Regions from separate parts of the Mus musculus genome. Here region 2 is linked to region 1. A link is a contact called in public Hi-C data. All regions are on one chromosome and are shown on one strand. Each heading gives the region's core, a stretch centred on a gene start, on an enhancer-like site or on the middle of the called end of the contact. The rest is flanking DNA. Distances are from core to core; before and after follow the strand shown.

Region 1 (4,935 bases), core at 858-3,357:
CTCCTGTGTTGACTTCGGGAAAGCCTTTTCTTTGCCCACAGTACCTCTTCCCTGGGAAATGCTAGTCATATTCAAGATCTTGATTGTGCACCACTTCTGAAGTGCTGTCTTCCCAGACGACCATTGCTCCATCCTTTGTATGGTTTCACTTTTTACTATTATATAATGTACATTGCTCTGAACTGTGGTTTGTTTCCTAGTGTCTATTTGCCAGTCTGGTGGCTCTTTGAAAGTACAAACTACATCATCGCCTTAGATTCCATAGCCCTGGCACATTGCCCAACACACAGTAGGTACAGTGATGCTTAGCTAATGAGTGTGCCCCTTCCACGTTAAAACTGGTGCAGAAGCCTGCTGACTGTTTATTATCTTCTTGGGTTTGATCCTGTGGCTTTCACCTCTTTTGATTCTGTAGGCAAAATGTTGACAGTGCCCGAAATGTTGTTTTGTAATGGGCCTCTTTCCTAGAACGGTGTCATGGGTATAGAAGGGGAGGCAGAATTTCAGAAGAAGGGAGGTACCAGGCCAAGGGAAGACATATCAGACTAAGTGGTTGATAGATCTGAATTTTAGCTCAAAGCTAGGAGAGACCCTTGCAAAACTATCCTACCCATAACTATAGAATGTGAAAATTTAATTAAAAAAAATTACAAAACACAAACAAACCAGACACAGCTGCGTTTAACGCAGCAGTACCTTTCAGTTGCAGGGCTCTTTAGGTGGCGTTGATAAACTTTGTAAAAGGGTTAAGAACAAGATGCACCCGTGTCCATTTAAGACTTGTTCTTGGTCCCCAACAATACTTCAGAATGAAGATTCCCTAAAATTAGCTCCAGGTTCTCTCTCTCTTTCCAATGGTGGATGTAGCATAAAGGCTTTGGCAGGCAGGAGCTTGGAGTGGCTTGGGTGCTGCATTCCTAGCCTTCCTCATTGAGCAGACTGGGCAGAGCAGGCCTGCGGATTCTCATGGCTGGCTGGCTGGTGTTCATTAGGGCAAGCACTAGTCTTTGCTTTGGGTTCCCTTTCAGATAGGCAGGACTGGTGTTGAAAACAACAGCTATCCGGCTATCATTTACTTAACTACTGTTACACAAATCATTCCTACATAGCCCTTCAAAACAGGACCTGCTGTGTTTTCCAATCCACCTTTCTGGGTGGGAAGAAGATCAAGGACCATTTAGAGAGTTGGGAAAGTTCAGGAAAAAAAATGTGTCACACAAACTCTCTAGAGACTCAGAATGGCATACAGATCTCACTCCACCCCTTGGCTCCAGGCCACATTTTCAGTCTGGTAAGTCTTTTAGCCCCATTGAAATTATAGTTTCTTTTAGAATGAGTTTGTTTGTTTGTTTGGTTTTGTTTTGTTTTTAAATCCCAGAGGGTATGATTTTAGGAGCATCTCAAATACTGACTTTGCCCGTTTAGACAATGTCCATCTGGTCCTTTTCAAATGGCTCCTACCTGCAGCTGGTGTCAACTGGAGCTGAGAACTCCACCCCAAACTCCAGAGGAGCCCATGTGTCAGGCCAGGAGCAGAGAGAAGGTGAGAGACCTCTAGGAGGAAAGAATGAAAGCAACTGTGCAAACGGCTTCTTAGAAATAACCCCTTTATCTCACTTCTCTCAGGGGCGGATTCACTCTTCTATGGGAAAGTCCCCTTCCACAGCGGGGCAGCTCCCAAACTTATTTTGAAAACAACAGCACAAAGCGATACAGAAAGTTTTGAAACTCACCTTTGGGTCCGTTGGAAGGCTTCCCGCCGGCGGGACCGCTGGCTCTGTTCCGGTGCTCTGAAGTGACTTGGGCACAAGGGTGAGGTCTGGGTCCCTGCTCCTGCCTCTCCCTCCCACTGCCAGGTCCCGGGAGAGAGGCGGCGCTGCCGGTCAGTGGGTGCCACCAGTGTGATGTGGAGGAAAGCGCCCCCTGCGTCCCTGGCTGAGGTTTCACCGCACCCAGCTCTGCTACTGAGGTCAGGAACGCAACTTCCTGAATCTGACTGGCTGGCTCTGTCTCTCCTCAGCCCAACTCCTACCTTAAACTAGGAGGCACACGCCACAGCACACGCAGCGCGGGTGTCCTTCCTCCGGGTCTCCCGGCCAGTGTCCCCACTCCGCCCCACTGTGACGTTCTTTTGCCCCTCCGCCCCGAGCACGCCTCCTTCAGGACGCCAGAGCCAACTTTGCTCACAGACGCGCCAGTGTTCCCAGAGACGTGGGGTGTAAACTCCCAACCCTGGCCTAAGGAAAAAATAACAGCCCCGTGCTGTGGAATAAAGTCACCTTCCAGGAAAAGGGCTGGGGTGTCTAAAGGGAGAGCAATCCCCGGTGCCTCGTGACAAGGTATCTTTGTGTGTGCGCTCCATGGGAGTTACCTGGAGATGTTAGGAGCGCAGGAGGCAGGGACAACTAACTTCAAAAGTTCTCCCTTTTCATTTTATTTACTCCTTGTGAGCTTATATTCAGATCTCTTGTTTGTCTAACTCCGCCCCCAAATGTAAAGGTGGGGTGGTAGAGAGCTTGCTCAGTGCCTCCAAGGCTTCTGCAGGGAAGTTGGGAAGGTGTGATAGGCAGAAGCGGCTGTGGAGTATCTAGGGGCTTCCCCGGAATGACCTTGAGAGATCTTGCCATGATAAAGACCGGAGGTTCTACTCATTGGATTGTAGGTGTCAGGAGGGTGCGCAGCTGGTGCTTGCTTTCCAGTGGCTGGGCCTGAGCCATAGGGTCCTTCGGCCTTTGGGTGCCTGAATTAAAATGATTGGTGAAGCTAACTGTCACAACCGGGAAACAAGAGAGTTCCGGTTTACTCAAGAGAAGCCAGCTGGCTCTGGGTTGAAAGGCCAAAGAGAAAACCCAGCATTCATCCAGAAATGCCAAGGATAGTTGGTCCTGTAGTCTTCTTCCAAAGGCAGATTAAGTAGAGGTTTTCCCCCAGAAATCCCACAGAGAGAACTCGATCTAGATCTGTTGTTGTTCCTTTGAAACCGAGTCTCACTATATAGCCCCGGCAGGCCTGGAACTCACAATGTAGAAACAGGTTGGCCTCACAGAAATTTGCTGGGTTTAAGGACGTGTTTCACTATGCCCTACATAGATCTAGATTTGAATGATAATAAGAAGAGTGGTCCAAGTGATCTGTTGTGGGGGTGGGGTTGGGGGTGGGAGTAGTACGGTTAAGTGGGTAGGGCAGGGGGACGATCAGGCTCTGAAAGAAGACAGTTTTAGCAAGAGACAGCTATAGATGGATTCCACCAACAATTTAGTGGTGGATGGAAGGCTTCCATTGTGTGTCAAATCTGAAGCAGGGGTCTAGGGTCTAATGGACCAGGGAGCTGGAGGAAGACAGGCTTGGGGAATGACAGGAAACCTTAAGTGCAAACCCGGTGCGGTGATTGGAGACCGAGTCTCCCCCAGGACCTACACCGGACCTGTGTGAGATGTAATTTGCCCCCTTCCCCTGAGGATGGGGAGTAACTTTCTTCTGCAAGGTCATTGCTAATGTATAGTGGAGTTGAGATCTGAGTCTGAGTAGTTCTATCTAGTCCAGCCTATCCCTCATCACCATATCATCATCAGGAGAGAGAGTGGCTTCTATGGACAACTTCTGGGTTAACACCTGCTGAGCAGGGGGGAAGACAGTGGAAAATACTTTCCTGAACAACTTTATGGACAGGCTAGGCTGATGGTCACAATGCTTTCCAGAAACAACAACAACACAGAGAAATGAAGAACCTAAGGCAGTCACCATGAGCTCAGCACTTCAAAAACCAGATGCTTATCTGTAGGGCGGCATCCCAATGTTGTCTTAGTCCACAGGAAGACAGATCCAGAAAAAGTCTAGAACCTATCAAGTAGCAGCGACGTTGTGGCAGTCAAATCAGGGACTTACTAGATGACAAGATGCTTGGTAGGCTGTTATTGAGTTGCCAAGGCTACAGGGTCTATTGATGTTTTAACGTAATGAGTGAGCATCTGGCCAGCAGGTTTTCCTTTGGGGTGAATGACGCATCCCTTATGAGAAAACAAGTTAGAGCACCCACCTACTGTGTCTCCCCTTTGGCGGTGAAGTCTCAACTTATATGAACTCATGAATGGCCCCAGGCAACCACGGTGCTGGTGCAGTCTTTAAAAGCTTTCTTGTTTGAGGTAAGGATCTTTGAAGGTAGTCAAGAGGTGAGTGGACTCTAAGTGGAGTGAAATGGAGCGTTGACACATCTAATTAAGAAACAGAAAGCCCCCAAATAGCAGATTTGTGAACCAGGACTGAAAATTTAAAACCTTTTTGTGGGTGACCACCCCTCACTGGCTTTAGCACCTGAAGAGCTCTGGTTCCATATTAAGAGTGTTAAGGACAAAACCTGTGGGTTCCCTCTCTGCTGGTGTGGGAACTGACAGGGTATTAAACATCACGTTTTAGCCTGTGTTGAAGGTGAAGACTAACTGCACTCATTCTCTCTTTGTGCTGTCCTATTTCTGACAGGTCAATGGCAGTGTTGGCCAGGACGGATTCATCTGTGCAAGCCATCTGTGGGAGACAGTTTCCCATTAGGTCATACACCCTGAGTGCAGAAATCAGAATAGTGTTGTGCGGCAACAACAAAAGGGGGTGGCTTTTTCAGTGTGGGAAATATTTAACAGAGAATATTACGTTATTATCACCTAAAACAGGTGCATTCTTGCCTGCAATGCTCTACGAGGCTCGGGCATGTCCAGCCACTTACCACTGCGACACAATAATGCCGTCTACAACATTTGCACAGAGACTGAAATAAAAACACCTACACCTCTCAGTGTTTTAAGGCAGTTTATGATTTTGTGCTAGTCTGCATGTAGAGCTACCCTTGGCTACATATGGGAGCAGTTCCTGAGTTGGAGAGGCTTGGGAGAAACGAAAGCAGGGGTACCGGAAGAAGGCAGAAGGGCTGCTGGCCAGACAAAG
Region 2 (4,935 bases), core at 1,606-4,105, 4.0 Mb before region 1:
TAATCCTGGGATAACTTCCTAAAGGCTAATATTTGTTACTGTTATTATATGTCACAGTACAGATATAAAATTTCTCATTTAAGTAAAATAAAATAGGGTCAGGCAGAACATTAACATAATTTTAAATACTTTATTGTAACATAAAATGTATTCTATTGTAGAAGAAGCTGCCCTGGGAAAGCCTCAATACATAGACCAATTGTGTATCTAAACTCATAGTACAGAAAGAACAACATACATAAAGATGATGCAAAAGACACACAATTGGTTTTATCATGTTCTACATACAAAGATATTTAAGTAATAGTGCCTAATTAACAACTGGGCCTTCAGGCATAAGGGATTTGAAGCAACCAAGTAAAACACATGATTGTGCACAGTGACCTTGATGACACTGGCCATTCTAAGAATGGCATGACCTATGTGAGCTATGATTTTACAGTAAGATAAAAGATTTCATAGCCATCAGCTCACTGAGTTTTTACTTCATAAGGTGAGTACTCTAAAGACATATCAAAAATACCTTCCAAATATTTATACTTAAGCCAATCATCCTGAGCTGCTCTCCACCTGGGTCAGAGAAATTGCTTTTTGAAGTAGATAGCAGCCAGTGGAGAGATGCATAGCTGTTAAATGCTGAGAATTAGAGACTCAGCCCTAAATGGAACGCTCATATTAACCCCTCATCTACCAAGGCTCATTGCAGAAGAGACACAAAGCCTGGGAAGTAGTGTTGGGGAATATGGGAGTACTGTCTTCTGGACATGACATGGTTAATGCAGTTTTGAACTCGTAGCAGTTGTGATTTTCTGCAGCTGCATAAAACCTAGAGGAGGATCAAGTGTGGATGGGGTAGAGGATCTTCAGGCCCCACCCCTTACTGAAGGGCTATTGTCAGTTAATAGTTTCTGGGGGAGGGAGAATCATTCTTTTTGAAGGTGTGGTCACAGCTAGGTTTTTCATGCACCAGTCGATGGTCCACACCCGTACACCTATGAGCAGTGCTAACTGGATTTAGTAGGTTATCAAAAACAAAAGGAATAAAGACAGACAGACAGGAAGTTGGGAGGGGTGTTGGGGGGTATATGGTGTTGTTGAAGGGGGAAATGGCATATCATTATGATCATACTTTACTGTGCATGTATGAAACTCTCAAAAGCAAAGAAAAATTTATAAAAACAAAGAGAGGGTGTGTTCACTTGTTCTGAGCTGAAAGTCCAGGTGAGAGAAGAAGGAGAGCTAACATAAGTTAGCTCAGACAATGGTTCAAATTTATTGATGAAGAGTCTCTAAGGCTTAAGCATAAAACATGTAACATCAAAAGAAAGACACAAAAGCCCCTAAAATAAAAACAAAACCCCAGCCCTCAGGCAGCCCACGCTCTGGACTGTGGAAGTTCATTTTGGGCACAGCAAACTATTAATAGAAAATGAAATGTAGAATAAGCATAACGTGCCTTATTAGAGGTTTGTCAATTAACTGTACTCCTTCCTAACAGAGGACTATTGTGTAGATATCAGGATTTGGGCACATCACTAGAGAATGTCAATGCTAAGCTGGTATTAGGGGGACTCAGAAAAGTTCTGAAGGTCAGAGAAAGAATGAGAGTCCTTAAAAGAATTAATAGCCAAAAATAAAAAATACAAAAACAAAAAAAAAAATAAAACAAAAAAGCAACAAAAAAAAGAATTAATAGCCATCTACCTGATTGTATTCCCTGCAACTATGTACTTTCAATGAATATTTAAGAAAAGAACAATCACTGCCTAAGGCTTAGCCAAAAACAAAGGACATACCACAACAGAGCAGTGTCCAGACCCACAGCTTCAGGATGTTCCTCGAGCCCCAGTAAGTACCCTCACATCTCCATGGAAACACCTGTAAATGAAGTGCAAAATATTTAAACTCTGAACTGCAAACTTATAGCACCATGAGGCAGTGCCCTGGCACTTCTTCAATTCACAGATAAAGCCCATCAGCCCACTATCAACCGTATCCAAGGTAAACTATTTGGGGGGGGGTGGGTGTCATGGCTGAAAATTATGGCATCTACTTCATTACACACTGGTACACTACTTTATTTCATTTTCCTTCCAGGTTTCAGTCCCAGGTTGTTGATCATGATTAATGTTATGCTTTCCGATATTTCGGTATTCTTTGTACCTACTTTTCGACTGAGCTTTAAATCAAACAGAATCTTAATTTTTTTAATGCTCTTGTTTTTAATGCTCTTGGGGTCTAATGAACCAGTGACACTCACATTTGCCTTTCACGCTGGGTCATGAAGGAGCCATACCTCAAATATATGAAAGAATGATGTAGCCAGAAGCCAGGAAAGGCAAGCATTGCTTTTTTCAAGTAAGAAGCAATATATTTTTAATAACTCAAACAACAAAGCCATAGGCTTTCTGCACATCTTAAAACTGTAGTTTTGGATGTATATCACTCCTCAGGGAGTCACTCTGTGTCACCGCAAAGGTCTAATCTTATCTGTGCCCCTTCCAGCATTCCATCAAAGCAAACACCAAGGGAGAAAATCAGCAAGAAAGAGTCTAGAGTCATTTTCTTGAGACAGCATGCGTAGGGGTTTTGTTGTTGTTGTTGTTCTTGTTCTTGTTTGTTGGTTTCTATATTTCTTAAACGCAGAAATGATAGCTTCTTGCCCCCTTGCCACCTGCCTCTTCAACCCCAAGGAAAATTTTGAATATCTAGAGATCTCTTATAGGCTGGGATGCTCACCATGGCTTGCTGGGTCTCTCTGCAAGTCTCTCTGCAGGCCTCAGCCTCCTGCACCTGGGGCTCAGAGTTCTTGCACAAGGAGGGCGTGCTGCGCTCAGGAAGAATGTGCCAATGTCACCAGTGGGGTTTGCTTTCTTTCATTTCTCCAGCCCAGCCTCACATCCTCCGCCCCCAATTCTTCCTCTTTCTCTTCTCTCTCTCTCTCTCTCTATCTCTCTCTCCCCACCCCTTTCCTAATCTGGGCTCAATCATTTGCCCCAAGAACACAGTAGTGGACCAGAAGCTATGCCCCCTGCTCAGGATATCCCCAGTTTGGAAGGAGGAAAGGAAAGGGAGAGATATTGTAATTATATTATAATCCCCCAAATTAAAAAAAAAAAATAGAAAAAAAAAAAAGAAGCAATGGCAACTGGATTCTTCCCCACATCCTCTTAGTCCTTTCTGGTTACCTATGCCTCCTTCCCGTCCCTTCCCTTCCCTACCCTTCCCCTCCTCTACCTTCCCTTCCCCTCCCCTTTTTTCTCCTCCCTTCCCTTCCATTCTTCTCCCTTCCCACCCCACTTTCCTTTGTGTTCCTTGTTTTGTTTATAAACTCCCGACCATGGGGTAGGGGACCCTGGTCGTACCATAGATTAAAAACTTATTTCAGAGCTAGTTCACTTGCTCTTGAACTTCGGGAGCTTTCTGGAAGACTTGACCCAACTTAGTTCCTCTCCTTCCTCTTTCCTCGTTCACCCCCTAGTGGAAGTCCTTGTTAATGGCTCTTCTGAAAGCAAAATCCTAAATAAAATCCCAGGGCTCTAACTTAGAGAGGTTGGGGGACCTAGAAATACCTTGAGTAGAAAGTGTGAAGAGGGTAAGACAGCATATAAAGTTTGAATTCAGCCATTCAAAAGCAATCTGGAGGAAGTCACTGACATAATAGTATTTAAACTGTAAGAAAGTTAGTAATAATGACAAAAAATGGCATGTATGTGTCAACATACACACAGACACACACACACAAATATAATGTAGTAGCAACAATAACAACACTAGAACTTAACAGGTCATCTTAATTACCTTTGAAAGTCTAAAATGGGGCAGTGGTGGCGCACGCCTTTAATCCCAGCATTTGGGAGACAGAGGCAGGCAGATTTCTGAGTTCAAGGCCAGCCTGGTCTACAGAGTGAGTTCCAGGACAGCCAGGGCTACAGAGAAACTCTGTCTCGAAAAACAAAAACAAAAAACAAAAACAAACCAAAAAAAAAAAAAAGCTGAGCAGTGGTGGCGCACGCCTTTAATCCCAGCACTTGGGAGGCAGAGGCAGGCAGATTTCTGAGTTCGAGGCCAGCCTGGTCTACAGGATAACCAGAGCTATACAGAGAAACCTTGTCTCGGGGGGAAAAAAAAACCTAAAACAAAACAAAATAATAATAATAATAAAAAAGAAAGTCTAAAATGCTACAGAGGAGTAACTATTACTAGTCTCATTTTTTAATGTATTTGTTCTTAAGTAATTTCATAGTTCCTTGGTGCTTAATCCACCCCCATCTCCCACTGCTTGTCATTCCCTGGAAACTCACCAACATATCCCCCAACTTCACATGCTTGCTTGCTTCTTTATAATCTATGGAGTCTAAGTAGTCTTGCTTGTTGGAATGTTTACTGGTCTTTCTGGCTTGAACTCATTCAGATAACCATGCCTATCTCTGTAGTATTTTAGACTTTCAAAGGTAATTAATATGACCTGCTAACTTGTAGTGTTGTTATTGTTATTACTATTTTATATTTTTGTGTGTGTGTGTGTGTGTGTGTGTGTGTGTGTGTGTGTGTGTGTTGGCACATACATGTCATGGTGTTTGTCATGTAAGTTCATGGGTGTAACAGCTCCGTCAATAACTTAGGAGGCTGAAACAATGACTGGGCTTTCTGAAAAACAGGAAGTATGTATGCAAGTGAAGGACCAGGAGACTTAGTGATGCAATTCAGCTCAGGATTCACAGCGTAAGAATCAGGAATATCAGCATCCTAGACCACTGTTAAACGTATGCCCTAGCTCAGAATGATAACAAATTAGATCACGTCTGCCCACAGGCCTACATTGTAGGCCTTTGCAATAGCAGCAAGAATGTATATACTGGTAACGAAGAACCTCATTATATGAATCTAGTCTTGGGGGATTTGGTGGTTTGGATATGCTTGGCCCACGGTAGG

Evidence for each region. Hi-C and Micro-C count contacts between places; a contact is called where the count stands out from the background.
Region 2: a contact with region 1 is called in a Hi-C map of CD8 T cells, with 4 times the contacts expected there. The contact joins the promoter of Sell here to the promoter of 4930523C07Rik in region 1. A contact is called at or near these places in 3 of 484 Hi-C or Micro-C datasets (CD4 T cells and CD8 T cells).

What each region holds. Positions count from the first base shown.
Region 1 is chr1:160,041,552-160,046,486 of GRCm38.p6, reverse strand. It overlaps 4930523C07Rik (RIKEN cDNA 4930523C07 gene), which reads right to left and starts at 2,107. Exons shown (of 3, transcript NM_001162896.1): 1 at 1,734-2,107. Gm37294 (predicted gene, 37294) reads left to right here and starts at 2,170. Exons shown (of 2, transcript NR_168324.1): 1 at 2,170-2,339; 2 at 4,477-4,786.
Region 2 is chr1:164,059,996-164,064,930 of GRCm38.p6, reverse strand. Sell (selectin, lymphocyte) reads right to left here and starts at 2,855. Exons shown (of 9, transcript NM_011346.2): 1 at 2,740-2,855; 2 at 1,797-1,878. The coding sequence starts at 2,742. Gm51665 (a long non-coding RNA gene) reads left to right here and starts at 1,939. Exons shown (of 2, transcript XR_003948100.1): 1 at 1,939-2,001.